2 separate regions of the Mus musculus genome follow, and region 1 is linked to region 2. The links are chromatin contacts, called in public HiChIP or PLAC-seq maps. All regions are on one chromosome and are shown on one strand. Each heading gives the region's core, a stretch centred on a gene start, on an enhancer-like site or on the middle of the called end of the contact. The rest is flanking DNA. Distances are from core to core; before and after follow the strand shown. Region 1 holds the start of Ruvbl2 (RuvB-like protein 2). Region 2 overlaps Trpm4 (transient receptor potential cation channel, subfamily M, member 4).

What was found. HiChIP or PLAC-seq counts read pairs in DNA pulled down with a chosen protein or histone mark.
Region 1: an HNF4G HiChIP or PLAC-seq map of pancreatic cancer cells shows a contact between it and region 2. The contact joins the promoter of Ruvbl2 here to the enhancer-like site in region 2. A contact is called at or near these places in 21 of 39 promoter capture datasets (the 3T3-L1 cell line, the C10 cell line, the HPC-7 cell line and 15 more), 6 of 15 datasets of contacts at CTCF or cohesin (CD8 T cells, the NIH/3T3 cell line, embryonic stem cells and 2 more), 50 of 484 Hi-C or Micro-C datasets (B cells, the Ba/F3 cell line, the G1E-ER4 cell line and 22 more), 35 of 115 datasets of contacts at active chromatin or transcription factors (the 230-238 cell line, CD8 T cells, the SCID.adh cell line and 18 more) and 4 of 9 other capture datasets (adipose tissue, embryonic stem cells, liver and 1 more).

Annotation. Positions count from the first base shown.
Region 1 is chr7:45,432,270-45,435,882 of GRCm38.p6, forward strand. It overlaps Ruvbl2 (RuvB-like protein 2), which reads right to left and starts at 2,195. Exons shown (of 15, transcript NM_011304.3): 1 at 1,983-2,195. The coding sequence starts at 1,994. It overlaps Gys1 (glycogen synthase 1, muscle), which reads left to right and starts at 2,570. Exons shown (of 16, transcript NM_030678.3): 1 at 2,570-2,901. The coding sequence starts at 2,784.
Region 2 is chr7:45,312,382-45,315,670 of GRCm38.p6, forward strand. It overlaps Trpm4 (transient receptor potential cation channel, subfamily M, member 4), which reads right to left. Exons shown (of 25, transcript NM_175130.4): 15 at 2,600-2,712; 16 at 2,214-2,291. Among named protein-coding and RNA genes, the nearest start is that of Gm39006, 12 kb to the left of the region's middle. Within about 2 kb of position 1,345, at least 72 of the 459 cell types and tissues checked have an H3K27ac peak or open chromatin away from gene starts, as enhancers often do. A contact at or near this core is called in the 230-238 cell line, the G1E-ER4 cell line, the HL-1 cell line and 14 more, where this site is marked.

The DNA.
Region 1 (3,613 bases), core at 945-3,444, 120 kb after region 2:
GAGGGAAAACACCCATACACAGAAAACATGGTGAATAAACCCTCACGTTGAAGGATTCTTTTTTGTTGTTGTTGCTTTGGTTTTTTTCGAGACAGGGTTTCTCAGTGTAGGTAGCCCTGGCTGGCCTTGAACTTAGAAATCCACCTGCCTCTGCCTCCCAAGTGCTGGGATTAAAGGCATGCGCCACCACTGCCCAGCTTGGGTTGAAGGGTTCTTATATGAAGTATCCAAAAGAGATGCCAGAAATACAAGGTAGACTAGTGGTTGCCAAAGGCTCGGGGAGGGAGGTGTGGGGACACTGGAGGGTGCCTGCTAGGATGCACTTCTGCAGCCACTGGGGAGGCTGAGTCAGAAAGAGTGCCTCGAGTCTGGAGCTAGCCCAAGCTAAAGGGTGAAAACAAGAGACCGATAAATCCAGGCGGTGGACCCTTGAACATCTTTTCCTATTTTTTACGAACCTAAGAAACCACAAAGCTAAGCGGCCCTCAACCACAGCTCAGGATGCCTCCTCCTGGAATGGAACAAGGCCTTCCAGGATAGCCCACAGCCCAGGACCATTTACTGCCTGTCTCTTGCTGTGGGAGCCTTCACCTTCCTCTTTTTGTAGGAGATTGTGTGGACTGCAGGAGCATGAGACCCCCAAACTACTGTCACACACAGGCAAGCAAAGGCAGGCCCTTCCTCACCATGGTAACAGCAACAGACGCCACTGACCTCCCTACAACTTGCCTGGGCCCAACCCCAGAATCAAGGACACCACAAGGCCACAAGATTTCTTCACTGGGAAGTCTGAGGAGCTAGTGCCAGGCCCAATATGCCCGGTCTCACTTCCTGGGCTTTATTCGCTCACTGTAACATTCAACTAACTGTGCGATGGCACAGACACGTGCCCTAGGTGAGGTTCTGAAAAATACAGTCTCTGGACAAGACCCCATGCTCTGAACCCAGACTCTATTTCTCTTCCTCACTGTCACACTCCTGGCTTCGGACACACTTTCCTGTGACCTGTGCTCTCAAGCACACAACACAACTTCCCACTTACTAATCTTCCCCAGAAGACCAGGGTACCAGTCTCAGACCTCGCAGGACACTGGGATGAGACTTTGGAACTGGTCACTGACTACATCAAGAGGCAGACGAAGTTTCCAGAACGCATTGTGGGATGAACCACGACTCTGTCACTCCAGGCTCTGGCTAGTCACTCATTCACAGAGAAATCTGAGTGTCTACATGACTCTTCCATCAGACCCAGGATTCTTTCTGTTGTTGTTTCTCTGTGTAACCCTTGGCTGTCCTGGAACTGGCTCTGTAGACCAGGCTATCCTCAGACTCACAGAGATCCACCTGCCTCTGCCTCCCAAGTGCAGGCTTTCACTACCATGCCTGACATCTAGGATTCTGAATACATTGTTGCCTTCTCTACTAGCTTCTAAAGCCACAATGAAGCTCCTTCCTCAGTGGTCAATACACTTCCTCCACATCCAGGAGTCCAGGTCCAGCCCTCTTCTATTAGGCCCAGGCACCCTCCCTAGCCCTCCTCCTCCTCCAAACCAGGCCTCATCCACTGTGATCGTCCCTCCGATCTAGGGATTCAGGCTCTAGCCTGCCTACCTCAAACACAAAGGTGCACACACCAGCCTGCTTCCCTCAGACCCTGGTATCCTCTCCTCCCAACACTTCCCACAGATCCATGTGTCCTCCCAAGCCCTCCTTGGCGACTTCCTCAGCCCCCTTCCGTCAGATTCATGCATTCTCCTCTGCTCTCTTCCTTTAGACACATGCATTCTCCTCTGTATCCATTGCTCAGACTCGGTGTCCTCAGCATCCTCCCTCTGACTCGGGAGTACTCCCCAGACCTCCTCCGTCAAACCAGGCATCTTCCTTATCACTCCTCCCTCAGATACAAGAGTCCTCTCCAGCTCCCTCCTTCAGACTCTCTAAGAAGGGTCATTGTCGGTCCTCCACATGCACCCAACACTTACCACGGTTGCCATGATGCACACCAACCGCCAATGCCTCAGCGGAAACGGAAATCGGCTAGGAGCGCGGTCTTTATCCTCTCTAGGCTCCCGGTCATCCAGTCATCTCTATGGCCCATAAGATATATAAAATTCCTGTAGGGGGCGTACACTAGGCCGCGCCCAGCCCGCGAGGCTAAATTGGAAAGCCGGTGTTCTGAATCCCGGGTGGGTTCCTGACGTCTCTTGCTCCTCCTCCTCTTACCTAGCCTCCTCCCCCCTCCTTCCCCCCCGCCCTGCAACTGCTAAGTCCGATTGCAAAATTCTGAGCACATTTTGTAGCAACCACACGTCCTCCACGATCCCTTCCCTCTCTGTCCAACCTTCCTCACCAAATTGGGCCTACAGCTGAGATTGACAGCTCTGTTCACCAATCACTTCCATGCTGCGTAGAAACAAGCCCCGCCCCCGCAGCTCCCCAGGAGCCTCTGGCCAAGGAAACTGGATTCTATCCGCCAATAAGTAGACGCAATAGCCCCCGCCCCCCAGCCGCCGACCAATCGTGCTAGACCAGCAGGGTGGGCAGTGCCTCCTGGCGGCCACGAGGCTTCACTGCAGCTGCCCGCCCGATTCAGTGTCTCAGCTCACCCTACCTGAGTCGGAGCGCTCTGGGGCGGGGGTGCGGTCGTGCAATAGGAAGCGGAGCGCCTTGCAAGCTTCCCCTGGGACACCCGCTAACTCTACCGGTCACCAAGTCTGCTGCGTTCCCAGCCGATCTCTCTGGTTTCCAGTTTTGGTGCTCGAAGTCCCCTGCCCGCAGTAGCCATGCCTCTCAGCCGCAGTCTCTCTGTGTCCTCGCTTCCAGGATTGGAAGACTGGGAGGATGAATTCGACCCCGAGAACGCAGTGCTTTTCGAGGTGGCCTGGGAGGTGGCCAACAAGGGTGAGAACGTCAGCGTTGGTCCCTTGACCAAGAAGGGCAGGCGAGGATGGGGCCCCGAAACTCCGTTTCAGACGGGAAAAGAGTTACGTGGAGGAGTCTTGGGTCCTGGGAAAAGCGCCTGTGACTTCTGTGTCCTTGTGAAGGGGCTGGAGTAGGCGTCCTAGGCCCTGGGGGGAAGGGACAAGAGACTACTCTTAAGATGGAAGGAGGCTTCAGGTTCTGCAATCTAGGGAAGAGGGCACTCAGAGAAAGATTCCTGGGTCTTGAAGGGAGGTTTTCGAGGGCCGAGAGACCTGAGATCTAAAAGTGGAAGGAGTTAGTGCATCTAAGCCCAAGGAACACTGGAGCTTTTGGGTCTGTGGTCCAGAGGACGTGACTGTGGAGTTGGGGTGTTCCTAAAGGTTGGGATTCATGGATTTTTCAGGGGGCATAGCGGACCTGAACCAGTGTAAAGCCAAGAGGGGCTTGGAGACTCAAATTCTTAGATACAAGGTGGGAAAGAGTTGGGAACTTGAATGTCGAGTTTGAAGGAGCCCAGGGCCTAAGTCCTGGCTTCCTATGTAGTGAGGTGCCTCCCTCCCTGTGGACTGGGAAAGCTGGAAGTCCTAAGTTGGTCAGGAGCTGGGCCCTAGGATGGGAGGAACCCACCCACAGTATGTATGGGAGATCACTAGCTTCTCGCTCATGAGAAGGCTGGGCTGGGAATCCCAGC
Region 2 (3,289 bases), core at 95-2,594:
ATCCAGCAGTTCTGAGCACTGGATCGGGTTTGACTCTGTCACTGGGAATTCCTAGAAAGACACTGTCTGCAGAGGCTGATCAACTGATAAAGACTTCAGAGACTGCAGAACCTGGTTGTTAGTATCAGATAGTCTAATTTCTTTTGAGCTATCTTTACTATCAGATAGTTTATTTTCTTTTGAGCTCTCTTTAACCTCCAGCCTACCTCAGTCTCATAGCTAACATCTTGATAAACAGATACAAATTTTTGCAATGTACTAATGTCACAAAACCCTAAAGACACCTAAGAATGCAGTAAGATAGGATCTGAGCCCAAGGCTGCGATTCTCCTGCCTGCCCTGTCTGCTCACTTAATATTTCTACCACTGTATTTTTAAGTGCTTTGATTTATAACTTTCTTTGTTCTGTTACTATAAAAACTCCATGAAACAGTTTCCACGTTGGGACATAGAACTAACTTAGCCCCGTGTTTCCACACTTAGGTCACTCACATCTGGCTCGAGAATAAGCTGTCTCTTATTCCGTTTGGCAGCTGTGGGGGTTGGTTGGTTGGTTTGTCATGGTGTGTGTGTGTGTGTGTGTGTGTGTGTGTGTGTGTGTGTGTGTGTGTGTGTGTGACAATTCCCAGTCCTGGTCTCAGAGGGCAACCACATGCATAGACCCTACAACACACAAATCCACATGTACACACATAATTAAAAATAAAATCTTTTAAAGTGTCTAAAGGGTTAAACCAGCACAGCTTGCCAGTCACTTGTCCCAGAGTCTTTCTCTGCCCCAGGGAGTCTGAGTCACTTGAAGGAGAGGGAAAGATTAATTATCTCCTAAATGATACAATACGATACAGTTTACTTTTGTTTCCCTGGAGACCGCAATCCTACTCCTCCACATGCAACCTGCCCGATTTTCTGACTCCTAACTCAGAAAAACAATCTTTCCTTCTCCGTTTCTTTGTCTTTGTTTGTTTTGGATTCTTCCCAAAGCCTAGACTTAATTTCCTTGGTGCTCTGGGCCACCCGTCCCTTCTCACCAGCATGCTACTGTTTTCTAACCTCCCCAGCAAAAGGAGTGGCTTCCTCCCTTCCTCTTCATAGTCGCCTGCTCTGTTCCTTTTCTCTCAGCATCTAATAAAAGGGTCCCAAGCTTCCTTCTGAGTCCATTTCAAAATCGTTTTATCAGCCAGACTAAGACGTGAGAGGTTGGGGTTTGATGTCTCCTTCAGTCGTTTTCACTCTTATTTTTAAACACAGGACTTGCTGATTCGGCTATCCCGACTGGCCCACAACACCCCAGGGACCCTTCCTTCTCTGTCTAGCAGCACTAGTGCAGGCATGCGTTGCCACACCTTAGATTTTATTACAGAGGCTGGGAGTCTGAACTCAGCTCTTTATGCTTGTGCGCTAGGCACCTAACTGGCTGACTCCCCGAGGTTTCCTGTAGGTTTTGTGTTGTTTGGCCTGGGATGGAACCTAGGGCTATGAGGAGCTTAGACAAATACTTAGCAACTATACGTATTGAGCCTGGTCTTTAAAAGATCTCCATGGGGACTGCAACATAGTGACAGGGCAAGAGCCCCAGGGACAGAAACATAATAGAAAAGTGAATAAATACTAAGTAACCAACAGCAAGGGAGCGCAGGTCGCCCAACCCAAACTAAGTTCTTGTGATGACATCATCCTTCTGCCCCTGGCGCTCTGCACTCCAATGGGTGAACTAAGAAAGGTGGAAGTCAGGAGCATTTAAGAATTGTTTCTCCAGGGCTGGAGAGAGGCCCAGCAGTTAAGAGCACTGACTGTGCTTCCAGAGGTCCTGGGTTCAATTCCCAGCAACCACATGGTGGCTCACAACCATCTGTAATGGGATCCGATGCCCTCTTCTAGTGTGTGTCTGAAGACAACTACAGTGTAGTTATATCCTAGAAAAAGAATTGTTTCTCTCTTGAACTCAGGTCCTTCCACTTGAGTAGATTTACCTGCAGAGCCATCTCGTTGGCTCCAAGGACCAAATTTTAAGTCAGTCCTTGAGCATGGCCTTCTAGAACTTACCTCGGCATCTTCTGTGGTTCAGTGAGACCAGCAACTCCTAAAAGCCCATTGCTCCCCTAGTTCAGGACTTGCTACAGTGCCTGATGGAAGTGGGAGTTGGCAAGATCCTGAAACTGTCCATGATGGCGCCCTCCCCCCTCCTCCCACAATGCTGGACTGTCACTCACCCAGGAGGACCTGCTCCATTGATGCTGCTGTCCATATCAAAGTCAAGATCCTTCTGTGTGGGCTCCTCCTCTGACTTCCTGCCGTGAGGGGCAGGACACAGAGTAAGAAATAGAGGGGTTCTTGAGAAAGACCCAAACTTAGTTTACCACAAACAGTGCAGAGAGATAAGGGAGTTGCCCTCCTCCAGAGCCATGGCCTAAAAAGTAGAGAAATCGCATAGAGAGATAACGCAAAGGCAGGACAACAACCCCCACCTTCCAGAACATTCCCTCCAGAGAAGGGAAAGAGTGCCCTTCTCAGGGAAGAGACATGCCAGGTGGCTAAGTAAGAGGGCAGAGAGAAATGAGCAGGAGAGAGGGACAGAGCCTGGAGCCAAGGCACTGACCTGAAGACGATAAGGTTGGTGTAGATGAGAGGCGGGCAGAAGAAGGCGAGAAGCAGGGCCCAGATGGGAGTTGTGCTGTCCATCTCCCCCCACCACTTCTGTGTCAGAAGAGACTGTGGAATGTGAGAACATTAGAGACCCTGACAAGGGCTGGAGTCTGCCACCAGGGCACAGAGCAAGTGTCCATATGGGGTCTCAACTGTTAGAGCATGGGACACAGTCGTCAGAGGCAGCCTCCTCAGGTTCAGCCAGGAAAACGAAACAGCCAATTTTTCTTTCACTGTGTGTGGGTGTTTCGCCTGCCGGCATGTCTGTGCACCATTGTGGGGGCTAAGATTATGTTTTAAGTTTAAATTATTGTGCTTAAAAGATCTATAAAACAAAAGTGTTCCAAATTCAGCTCAAAAACTGTGGTAGTAATCCTATTCTCACCCCGTGGGATTAACGCCATGGCGTGCCTGGTGCCCAGATAGGTAAGAAGAGGGCACCAGAGCCCATAGAAGGAGTTACAGATGGCTGTGAGCTGCCTTATGGGCGGTAGGAATCTAAACTTTCTCTGCAGGAGCAGCCTGTGCCCTTAACCAGTGAACCATTCATTCCTGCAGGCGCAGAGCAGCCAACATTTATTGACATCATAGGGCAGGTGCTGTGCCAAGCACTCTGCATTGACCAAATCACTTAACCCAAAAG